Regions from separate parts of the Mus musculus genome. Here region 1 is linked to region 2. A link is a contact called in public Micro-C data. All regions are on one chromosome and are shown on one strand. The core of a region is the stretch at or near the end of the contact, and the rest is flanking DNA. Distances in the headings are between cores, read along the strand shown. Region 1 holds the start of 3110009E18Rik (RIKEN cDNA 3110009E18 gene). Region 2 holds the start of Epb41l5 (erythrocyte membrane protein band 4.1 like 5).

Evidence for each region. A called contact is a pair of places that touch in the nucleus more often than the background predicts.
Region 1: a Micro-C map of the G1E-ER4 cell line shows a contact between it and region 2. The contact joins the promoter of 3110009E18Rik here to the promoter of Epb41l5 in region 2. A contact is called at or near these places in 1 of 39 promoter capture datasets (pre-B cells), 2 of 484 Hi-C or Micro-C datasets (the G1E-ER4 cell line and embryonic stem cells) and 1 of 115 datasets of contacts at active chromatin or transcription factors (memory CD8 T cells).

The regions. Positions count from the first base shown.
Region 1 is chr1:120,118,193-120,123,784 of GRCm38.p6, reverse strand. It overlaps 3110009E18Rik (RIKEN cDNA 3110009E18 gene), which reads right to left and starts at 2,598. Exons shown (of 6, transcript NM_028439.2): 1 at 2,568-2,598. It overlaps Dbi (diazepam binding inhibitor), which reads left to right and starts at 2,689. Exons shown (of 4, transcript NM_007830.4): 1 at 2,689-2,840; 2 at 3,773-3,890. The coding sequence starts at 2,832.
Region 2 is chr1:119,646,929-119,652,216 of GRCm38.p6, reverse strand. It overlaps Epb41l5 (erythrocyte membrane protein band 4.1 like 5), which reads left to right and starts at 3,217. Exons shown (of 25, transcript NM_145506.4): 1 at 3,217-3,432.

The DNA of each region.
Region 1 (5,592 bases), core at 1,349-3,848, 470 kb before region 2:
CAATTTCTACAAACCATGCAAAAACAGTCAGGCATGGTGGCATGCAGTACCTGTGCTGGGGAGACAGAAAAAGAAGGGTCCTTGGGGCTCACCGGCCCAGACAGTCTAGCCTGCTTACTTGGTAAGTTCGAGGACAACGGAGTCACTGTCTCCAAAACAAATGGAAGGCACTCAAGGAATAATAGACCAAGTTTTTCTAAGGCCTCCAAATGCCATCCTAGCTCCCTGGGGAAGAAGCACGAAGGGCAGGCTTAGCAGTGACGTTCCCATAGCTGAGACACCAACAAAGAGTTGCTGAGCAGCAAGGGAAGGAGGCACAAGGTGTGCTGAGAAGCATGGCCTCAGGCTCTCTGACACGGTGCCTGGGAAACTCTACAAGGATACCTTCTTTTGTCCCCTCTGGCTCAAGAGAGCTTAGCTCCCAAGGGTCCACACCCTTCAGCATGTCCCTCACCTCCTTGAAATAATTTTTGTACCCTCATCTGGAACCACTACCTGGAATTAATAAAGTGAGTTATATTCCTACAAGCAACCAACAACTCAACCTGGAACTACATACAGACTGGCATACTACATACATACAGACTACATACAGATAACGGCAACATGCCCACGGATCCACTGACCGCATGGGAGTCCAGTCAAAGCTCTGTGGAGTCACTTCCTCTTTCAGAAGTGACAAAGAAAACATCGACATTTTTTATACTTCACAGGCAATTTCTCCAAACTCACCTCCAACATTTTTGTTACTTTTGCTTTCTAAGCAAAGTGACTTACAAACTAACAAATCTACCTGTGTTCCCTGCAATTAAAGTTCTCCTTCCCAAACACTCCACAAAACATGACCGAAGCTGCTGGTGACATCTGAAGGCTCGGACTTAAGTTTTCTACTTTTGCGGGGCTGGGAATGGAACCCAGGATCTCACATATACTAGGCAGACAGACTCTCTCCAGCACCGAGCAGCAGCCCTAGCCCTGCCTTTGCAAACCACTACAGCTGTGATGAGGGGGCAGGTAGACAGGGTGGCAAACTGTGGCCCAGGCCTCTGGCCACACATTAGGAAGTGAGAAGAGACTATCTCCCTTTTGTAATGACCTCCAGAGAATTTTCTATCACCCCTCTCTTTCACCTTTGTATCCATTGCCAGAAAGTTCTTTCAGCCCTCTAAATCCTCCCGCCCACTTGTGCTGTCGCCCTTCCTCCTTCTCCCATGGAGCCAAGGCCCCTATAGCACCATCACCTCTGTTGAAAAGTCCCCTCCCCACCCCATGACTCCATCAGAATGACTGCCTGCATGCCCAAAATGAACAACCTCTGCCATCACCTATTCAGCTTACTTCGTTCTTACTTCTGCAGCTCTGTCGTGTTTTACTTAGTTGTACTTCCTCATTGCCCCGCTGTAGTCTTTTGTCCCGGGACACATATTCTTGGATTTGAATGCCGTCTAAACTCAACCCTCTGAACCTGCTGTGCACTCCTAAGCATGTTCTCCCTAACACTCTGGGTTTTCTCAATTTCTCTGACCTCCGTGTCTAGCTTAAAAGGCATAACTTAGGCAGAGGCAGGCGGATTTCTGAGTTCGAGACCAGCCAGAGCTATACAGAGAACCCCTGTCTTGAAAAACCAAAAAAAAAAAAAAAAAAAAAAAAGGCAAAACTTTTCCCCAGTCTCCTCTCCCCAGTGGATGTCAACATTTTCAGCTTGTCTGTCCTGTGGGTTTTTTACCTCAAACTTTTAATATAATTGTCCTCAAGCTTCCTTCCGAATCAGTTTTAAATTATTTCACTAATGAGACTAAGAATTCAAAGACCTCAGTGTCCACAGTAACTCCTGCTTACTCCTGCTTCTGCTAGAATGCTCCTTCCGACTTGCAGGACTCGCTCAAACAGCATCTTCTCCCCAACCCCTCTCCACACACATCAGTTATAACTTCCAACTCTTTACTTTTTAAACTAAATCAACTATGAACCCACTATAAGACGCTGCAAAGTAGCAAAGATTCGTCTGTTTGTCCTCTGCTGCGTGTCCAAGGTCTAGGAGTCGGCAAGCATCAGGTCACGTGTTTAAAAACCATTTGAAAAGTTATTCACTTAACCAAGGCTCGATGGGCACCTCTTCTTGTGCAAGTTTGTTATATCACATTGTCTCCGCCTTTATAAAGCACTGATGGAACACAAGACTGCGTTAGGGGTGCAGGACCGACAAGTATGGGCAATGTCAAAGAATATGCCAGAAGTTCAGAAGAAAAGGCCTAGATATGGACTTGGTCCAGCGGGCCACCATTGCGCTGTGCACCGGGGATTCTTCCCTGGATTTTCCGAAAGGGGTCGGGGCATCCCATTTTCTAGTCGGATAATTTACTCAACCAGCGATGCAACTTCCGGCCTCTTTCCAATCCGCATGAGAGTTAAAGGGAAAGAATCATACTGATTTCTGCTCTCCTCCCGCAGCACCCCATTTCACGCGTTCTCAGTGCCTGCTAGCTCCTGCCCAACTGCCCTGACGGAGAATGTCCCGTCCGTCCCTTCCCCCACGGAAAAAAAAAAAAAAACGAAACGCGTCCCACCTGCTCCCAACGTGCCCCGCGGCTCCTCCCCGCGCGTGCGCAATAAACTCCCTCTTGGGTCCGGGAAGGGTTGGAGCGCTCCGCTAGGATGGACACGCCCCCGAAAGCAGATCCGACTTCTGATTGGCTGCTGCCGCTCGCCCGAGCTCAGTTGGAACGCCGGGGTTGTGCTTTTAAAGGCGCTAGCTGGTGCGCTCTGTGACTTGATTGCTGCTGCTTCTGAGCTTGCTCCCGCGCTTTCGGCATCCGTATCACCTCACCAGTATGTCTCAGGTACTGCGTGTGCCCCGCCGGGCTGCGAAGATGCTGTGGGTTTGGGGACAGCCGGGTCTATTTCCTCAGATATCCCGCAGCTCTTCTGGGATCCGAGCCCAGCTCATAGCCTGGGGAGCGGAACTTTTTCCCTTGCAGATATGTAAAACTGCCACCCACGCCGGAACTGCCAGAGAGTTGCCGGTGGGCTGAACTCCTGGGTGAAGCAGGAACAGGGTCCTCGAAAGAAAGATGGGGCGTAAGAGGGAAGGAAGGACAGGGAAGATTGAATCCCACACTGGGAAGAACCGAATGGAATAGAGGGGCACTCATACAGGCCCTGGCTGAAGAGCCTGGAGGTCGGGGAAGGTATTTAGTCTTGTGCCTGGCCTGCCCCTGTACAGAAGAGATGTGAGTAGGTGAGGTGGTCCAGAAGCCTTTTCCTTCCCTCCAGTGGAGACCACTACCGAGGACTGAGCCCTGTAGGGCGATCTCTGACTCCTCCCACTTGCCTCTCCCTAATCTGGGCACTGGGACAGAGGTCAACGCTGAACTCCAGGCCCCTGTAGGAAGGGACCAGCTGGCTCCAGACACTGGATTCCACCGCATTCCTCTCCTGAACTCTGATCGACTGTTTTGATCACACCACGTTTCCCCTTACTGCCCAGTCAATCTCCGCTGATCATAGGTCGGGCTTTACTGGAACCCCAGCAATTGTTGGATCTGGGCCAGTGGTGGCCCAGGCAGTTAGTTGGGCAAGAAAATTTTCAAGGGCGTGCACTTCCACTGTGAGCCAAAACTATTCCCAGCACTTGACACAGTGCTGTAACTGCTTGAGTGGACAGGTGGGCCTTAGGGAATCCTGGCAAGAAGAGGGAATATGGGAGGCATCCCTGGGCCTCTCCCACTCAGGCAACCTACATCTCGTTCCTCTCCCTCTCCCTCACTCTTAGGCTGAATTTGACAAAGCCGCTGAGGAGGTGAAGCGCCTCAAGACTCAGCCAACTGATGAAGAGATGCTGTTCATCTACAGTCACTTCAAACAAGCTACTGTGGGCGATGTAAATACAGGTATGCCCAGCTTCTCATCAGAGCGGGCCAAGTTGGCTCGGCAGCCCGGGAGTCTGAGAACTTCGCCTTCCGACTGCCAGAGGCAGGCTGTGATGACAGAACATTGGTATGGAGACCTTAAGCTGAGAGATTGTCACCTGCAAAGACCATCTCCCTAAACTCTTAGTGACTCTGGGAGCAGAGTCAGTGTGGGTTTACAAGGACTTTACTGATTATCTCAGCATCTACTCTGAAGGCAGCAAAGGCTCCAGCCTTGTTGCTCAGCAGTCGCTTTCTCGAGCCTCCCGTTTCCATCAGATGAACAGGGTCATGGAGTGCTTGGCCTCTTTCCCAAGCCGAATAGATGAGCAGATACATCATATCTGGTACCCTGGGGCAAGGCAGAAGTGCTGCTGGCCCAAGTCTGCCCTATCCAGGTGACTTTTCTCCCTATCCAAAAATCTTGGGCAGATTTTTCTTTTTTGCCAAGTATTGTAGGTTGATGGGCCAGCCTGTCTCTGCCTCTCCAGCACTGTTATAAGCACAGGCTGCTGCGTGGCCTTATATTTGTTTCCCTCCCACATGGGTTCCGGGAGTCAAACTCACACCCTCGTACTTTACTGGCTGGCCTGTCTCTCCAGCCCCTTGGTATAGCTTTTGAAACTATGCTGTGGGTTACCTTAGTCTATGATACTGTCTTTTCTGTGCCTTGAGCAGTGGCTATAGCCTGAGATAGCAACACAGTGTGTTCCAGCAAGGACTCATGACAGCATAGAAGAAAATGTATGCCTCAGTCACCCACCAAGCATGGCCTCCAATTCCACTGGAGCTGGAGTGGCTAGCCAAGCAGGTCAGAGATTTGAGGGCTTATAAACATCCAGGAAGGAGAAGCCAGTGGGAAGGGAACAGAGAGCTGTGGATGCTTTCTGCTAGATAGTATTTTCCCAGAGCCTGGCCTCTAGCCACGCTATTGGTACTTGCTGGAATATAAGCATCAGTAGACTAGCTTGGAATCCACCCTTGCCTGGTCAGGGAACCGGCTTGTTTGTTTGTTTGTTTTTTGCTGTACTGGTTCAATACAACAAAGACTAGCCACAAGTGGTTATATGGGTTTTAGCTGAAAACAGCTAAACCTAAGTAATGCCAAAAGGCCAGTCTGTAGCTATGCAAGCTGTGTTTCAAGGGCTCAGTGGCCACAGGGGGCAAGCGGCTTCTGAATTAGACGTTGCAGGGATCACCGAAATGGCTAGCAGGTTCTCGCTGCCATGCCTGACTATCTAAAGGAGCCACTTGGTGAAAGGAGAGAATTGACTCCCAAAAGTTGTCCACTGGCTTCCACACCTGCACAGTGGTGTGCACACTTGGCGTGTTGGCAAGTATACGCTTCCATCTAAGGAGAACTTCCTCTGAGGCAGGGAGTCTTCCTCTGAGGCTCTGAGGGTTCCTTTGCAGTCACAGTCTTCCAGTGAGGTTCCTGGAACTTATTTTTCTCAGACTCAGTGCCCCAAGCTGCACACTCTGCAGTTTCTGCTCCTAGCAATGAAATTGTCCCCCAAGGAAGGATGGTGAAAGGCCTTTCCAAAAGCAGGTGCTCTGGAAGCAGCGTGGTCCTCAGACAAAACCTCCAGATACAACAAGAAGGAGTCCAGCGATGTGTGGAAATAGGGCCAGATTATAAAGACAAGTACAGGCAAGGACGGCAGAGCCCCACCCCCACCCCCAC
Region 2 (5,288 bases), core at 1,968-4,467:
CCACCAATGCTCATAGAGGCCAGGAGAGGGCATCTGGTGTTTGTTCTATCAATCTCCACCTGATTTTCTTGAAACAAGGTCTCACTGAACCTAAAACCTACTGTTCCAGCTAGCCTGACTGGCCAGCAAGCCTGCCATGTTTTGTCTCTAACACCACAGCACAGGGTTGCAGCACACCTGTTCTCAGCGTTTAACAGGAGTTCTGAGAATCCCAACTCAAGTCCTCACACTCGAGCAGCAAGCATTCTAGCCTCTGAGCCATCTCCCTGTCACCCCCAGAGAATAAAAAATACCTGCAGTCTCCCTCATTGTAGCCACCACCTCCAGTAATCCCAGAGCATGACTGGGATTGTTGTTCAAAAGATGTCTCGAAGTCAGCCTGAATCTCACCTTCCCAGGTGCAGTCAGGCCTGCCATGTTGCAAGTTAGAGGACGGGAAGAAGTAAAAACTACAAGCTCTCATTTTGTTTTGTTTTGTTTTGTTTTTTTTGAGGGAGGTGTTTCATTTTAGGTAGCTTTGATTTGCCTCAAACTCAAGAGATCTGCTTGCTTCTGCCTCTCAAGTGCTGGGATCAAAGGGCTGTACCACCACACCCAACTGCCAATAACTGTTTTAGGTGCATACATGATAATGGATCCATTATAGCAAAGGGAGGTACAATGACATAATGACCTGTGCATGTGGTCCCAGCTACTTTAAAATTTCAGTAGGAGAATCATTTTTGGCCAGGAGTTCAGGGCCAGGCTAAGCAACACAGAGATATCCTGTGTCAAAAGTAAGAAGAGAGGGGCTAGAGAGATGTCTATGCAGTAAAGAGCACTGGCTGCTCTTCCACCAGTCCTGAGTTCAATTCACAGCACACACATGGTGATTCACAGCCATCTGTAATAGGTTCTGATGCCCTCCTCTGGTGTGTCTGAAGACAGCACTCATATTTAAACTGCATAAATCTTTTATAGGAAGCCCTATCACACCAATGATGACCTCTGTTCAAGTTCTTATATTTTCTTCCTAGGAAAATGTATATTTGTGTATACATAAACATGCTTGTGGGATTGTATGATGCAGCCTGTAACTTGATGTTTCATTGTAAGATAGTTCCATAGTAGCATATTCACATCTATCGTATTGTTTAAAAAGTTCTTTGGGTGTTGAGGTGCATGAATGACCATGTATATATATACACAGCACTCATGTAGAGATCAGTTCTCTCCACCTTGTGAGTCCTGGGGATGAAGCTGGGGTTATCATGCTTGCTTCTAAGTGTCTTTACCTCTAGAGCCATCTCACCAGCCCAACTCATTCTTAATTATGCCATCACGTGGATGTTGCATAATTTCATTTTATAACAATTACTATATTGTATGTGTGTGCATCTACTAGGTGAGCTAGATCCCCTCGCCTACCCTGCCTTTTTGAAACTACTCTTGCTTTAAAAATCTGTACCAGGCAGCAGAAATGATGCTGGTTTCCTGGTATGGTGATTTGAGTTTTTAATCTCTCCACCACAAGGCTGTATGGATAGAGCTGTGTGTAGTACTCAGCTGTTGCTCCTTTGGCCCCAGCTGAGGTGCCACACTGGTAACTGACAATAATCTAGCAACGCCATGGGGACAGAAGGAGCAGTTGGTACAGGCACGGACAGTGCCAAATCCCCGGAAACTGTATTCTGGTTTCAGTGAGCTGCAGCCTCCCTTTATACACGCTAATTTTCAGGCAAGATCCCATAAAACCCTTGTTCCAGACCTTCTGCTCTTCTTGCTCTTAGTGTCACTAGGGCCCTTGCGTAGCTCCACACAGTCCTTTGCCCTTGCTCTTTATGTCCTTCCCGGATGTCTACTGGGCTCTTTCCTCACCTACTTTAAGTCTGAAGTCATTGTCACTGCCCTAAGAGCCTTCCTCCCTGCTTATATTGCAACCCTTCATTCCCAGACCCCACACCCACTGCTATTTTCTAGGTGTTTACTAACCGCCAGTCAGACATGTTTTGAACCAAGGACTTTATGCACTCTACCAACTGAGCTATACCCTACAGCATTTTCTTTTTCCTTCTGAGATGGTGTTAGGTAGACTGGCCTCCAATTCCTGGGCTTAAGTGATCTTTCTGCCTCAAAGGCTATAGGCACAAGGAGGACAGGTACACTCTCCCATACAGGCTAAACCATGAAATAACTTGTTTAATTATGACAGAACCTCTCAATGTGGCCAGTGCTGGCCCTGAACTCACTACTCAGCCCCCAAGGGGCTTTTACTGCTGGGATTGCCTTGAGGGACTCCTGTCTTTCTTCTTTATCTGCCTTATCTCCAGGGTCTACAGAGCTGTAGGCATTTTGATAAACTATCTGAAGAATGAATGAATGGAATGTCGCCCTGCCACTTAGGGCCTCCATTCTGTGACCACAGTGCCTGGAGCATCAGTCTGTTATTTCCCTTTCCCAGCAGCGTTCTCTCCAGGGCTCTCATCACCACTTGACACATAGTTGTTCTCTTTCTCCATTACAGACTAAAGGTTGCTTTAATCTCTAGGATTTGGGGGGAGGGAGCAAGGAAACATTTAAATAAATGCTGGATCAATTAATAAACAACTGTGTAAGAGAAAACATACTAGACTACATTAAAAATAGGAAAATACTCATTTTTGCTGTGCCAGGGATTGGATCCTGGGCCTGGTATGTGCTAGTCTAACACCCTACCACTGAACTGTATCTTAAACCCAACGTTTCATTTTCAAATCATATTACCAGGAAGGTGAAAAATTCAAAACATAAACCAAGCGCCATGGAGATGCTCAGTGTGGGTAAAAGTGCTTCATTCCAAATGTGAAGGCCAGAGTCTGGTCCCCTGTGCCCACATGATACTCCTGCAAGTTGTTCTCAGACAGGGACTGTGGCATATCTTTCCCTGACCCATACATATACGCACAGAAAAAAATAATCTTTTTTAAAAGACAGGATTTCACTAGGTAGTCCTGGCTGACCTGTAACTAAGTAGCTGTGGCTGGACTCGAACTCACAGAAATCCACCTGCCTCTGCCTCTGCCTCTGCCTCTGCCTCTGCCTCTGCCTCTGCCTCTGGAGTATTGGGATTAAAGGTGAACTGCCTTTCTGTATTTCTATAGTCCCATCTGGTGTTGCCAGCTTAAATTCAGGTCTCAGGAGGCCGATTTCCGGGGCGGTGCCATTGCCCCTTTAAGAGCGGAGCGTCCCGCCCTTCGGGGGGCGGACCTTGGATGGGGCTTTAAGGGGCGTGCCCTCGGGCGGCCGGGGTCCTCCGGGGATTAGCGCAGGGTGGGCTCGCGCCTTGCGCCGCCATTTCTCGGTGTCTCTGGAGACCCGTCCTCTCCTCTAGCCGGCTGGGCATCTCTCTCCGAGGGTCGCGCGTCCCAGTCGCAGTGGTCTCCGTCGCTTCACGGTGTTCACCCCCGAGTACAGGTAAGAGTTTGGCCTCGGGTGTCCAGTTGGCCCTGCTCACTGAGCCGAGGCTCTCGACCGTGCCGGGTGGGCGGCCCGGCTCCCCGGGCGACGCCGCGGGCTGGGAGGGGAGTGGCGGCGACGGCCAATGGGGCTGGGCGCTGAGTTTCGGGCGATACCGCGCGGTGGCCGCTGAGGGCCGGGCGCGTCGCCGGGGTCTCGCGCGTTGTTGGGGGGAAACTCTGGTCACCCCTGACCTCCCCGTAGCTGTGGGATTAGGGGAAGGTCGCCTCGAGTGTCACTTCGCCGGGATTGTGGGCAGACATCGGTGAGACAGGACGTGCCAGCTAGCTCCCGGTCGAGTGAAACTTGGGAAGCGTACGAGGCAGGTGCGTTCCCGGGAACCGCCAAGGCCGAGGGCGCTCCCCGCCCCCACGCGTGGCGCGCGTCCGGTAATGATGGGTTCTCCTGTGGGTAGAAGATAATTGTGTCCATCTCTGGTTACTGTAGTCTCCCGGGTTCTGCTTTAAGAGCGAGAAGGCTCCAGGCTCCGAAGTTGTTTAGCAATAGTTCAAAATTACTAGTAATGGTTTTTTTTTTTTCCCTTAAGAATTGGAGATAAGCCCACCAAGAAATTATGAATGTAATTCACAACTCCGCTCACCCCAGATGCACTGAGCTGAGGCACTGAGCACTGCTAACTGCAGTGGGTAACTTGTATGTGTCTAAATGAACACTTTGGGATCATTATTTTCTTTTTCTTCCCAACCCCCACTTCGTTCTTCTTCTAATTCTTTTTCTCTCTTTCTTCCTTTCCTTTCCTTCTTTTCTTTTCTTTTCTTTTCTTTCGATACTGGGAACCAAACCCGGGTTCTGGAACGCTAGGCTGAACTAAATCTAAATGCTCACACCTGTTTTTTTCTTTTCTTGTTGTTGTTGTTCTTGTTAGGATAACTTGTTTGGGCAGCGATGTGCGCAATGTTCCTGTGTTTAGTTTCTTAGTTACAGTTTCTTTTGCGGGAGTAACTGGGATGAAAGATACTGATAACTTTAGGACATTTTCTATAGTTTTCAATATTACTGTTTTTTTTTTTTTTTAAAAAATCACTAGCTTGGCTGTAGATACCCTATGGTGTAAAGCATGGATACCCAGGGTTCAATCCCCAGCACTGCAACAGGAAGAGCCAAAAGGGAGGCGCAGTTGACACTTGCAATTGGCAAGTCAGTATGTATGAACTTGGAGTGGTGGAAAAGTGGCTCTTGGCTAAATAGGAAATGTATCACTTCAGTTTGCATTTCTGTGATTGAAAAGAAAACTTACTCGTTGAAAACTCAGAAATTAAAGTTATTAGAAGACTTGTAACTCCAAACCCCATATTTCCAGTTGCTTTTAGAGACCCTGTCTCCCCATGCAGCCCAAGCTAGCTTGGAATTTGAGATAGATAGATAGATAGATAGACCCTGTCTCCCCATGCAGCCCAAGCTAGCTTGGAACTTGAGATAAATATATATACATATATATATATATAGAGAGAGGGGGGGGAGAGAGAGAGGAGAGAGAGAGGGAGAGAGAGAGAGAATATGAGAGAGAGAGAGCACGCTCTCTCTCTCTCCCTCTCCTAGATTAGCTTGGAACCAATTCTGCTTCTGCCTTCCAGGGGCTGGAGCTGTTTTGTGAGTCTCTTTTATTATCGTCTTTTAGAATTTGTGCATAGATATCTATATACATATAGATACCTAGATCTCTCTATATAGATATCTAGATATCGATCTCTATATATATTCCATTTTCTAATGTATCATTTTGCTCTATCACATTAGTTTTCTTATTGATCGTCTAATATGTAATATGTATCATAGCAACTTTGCCATGATAG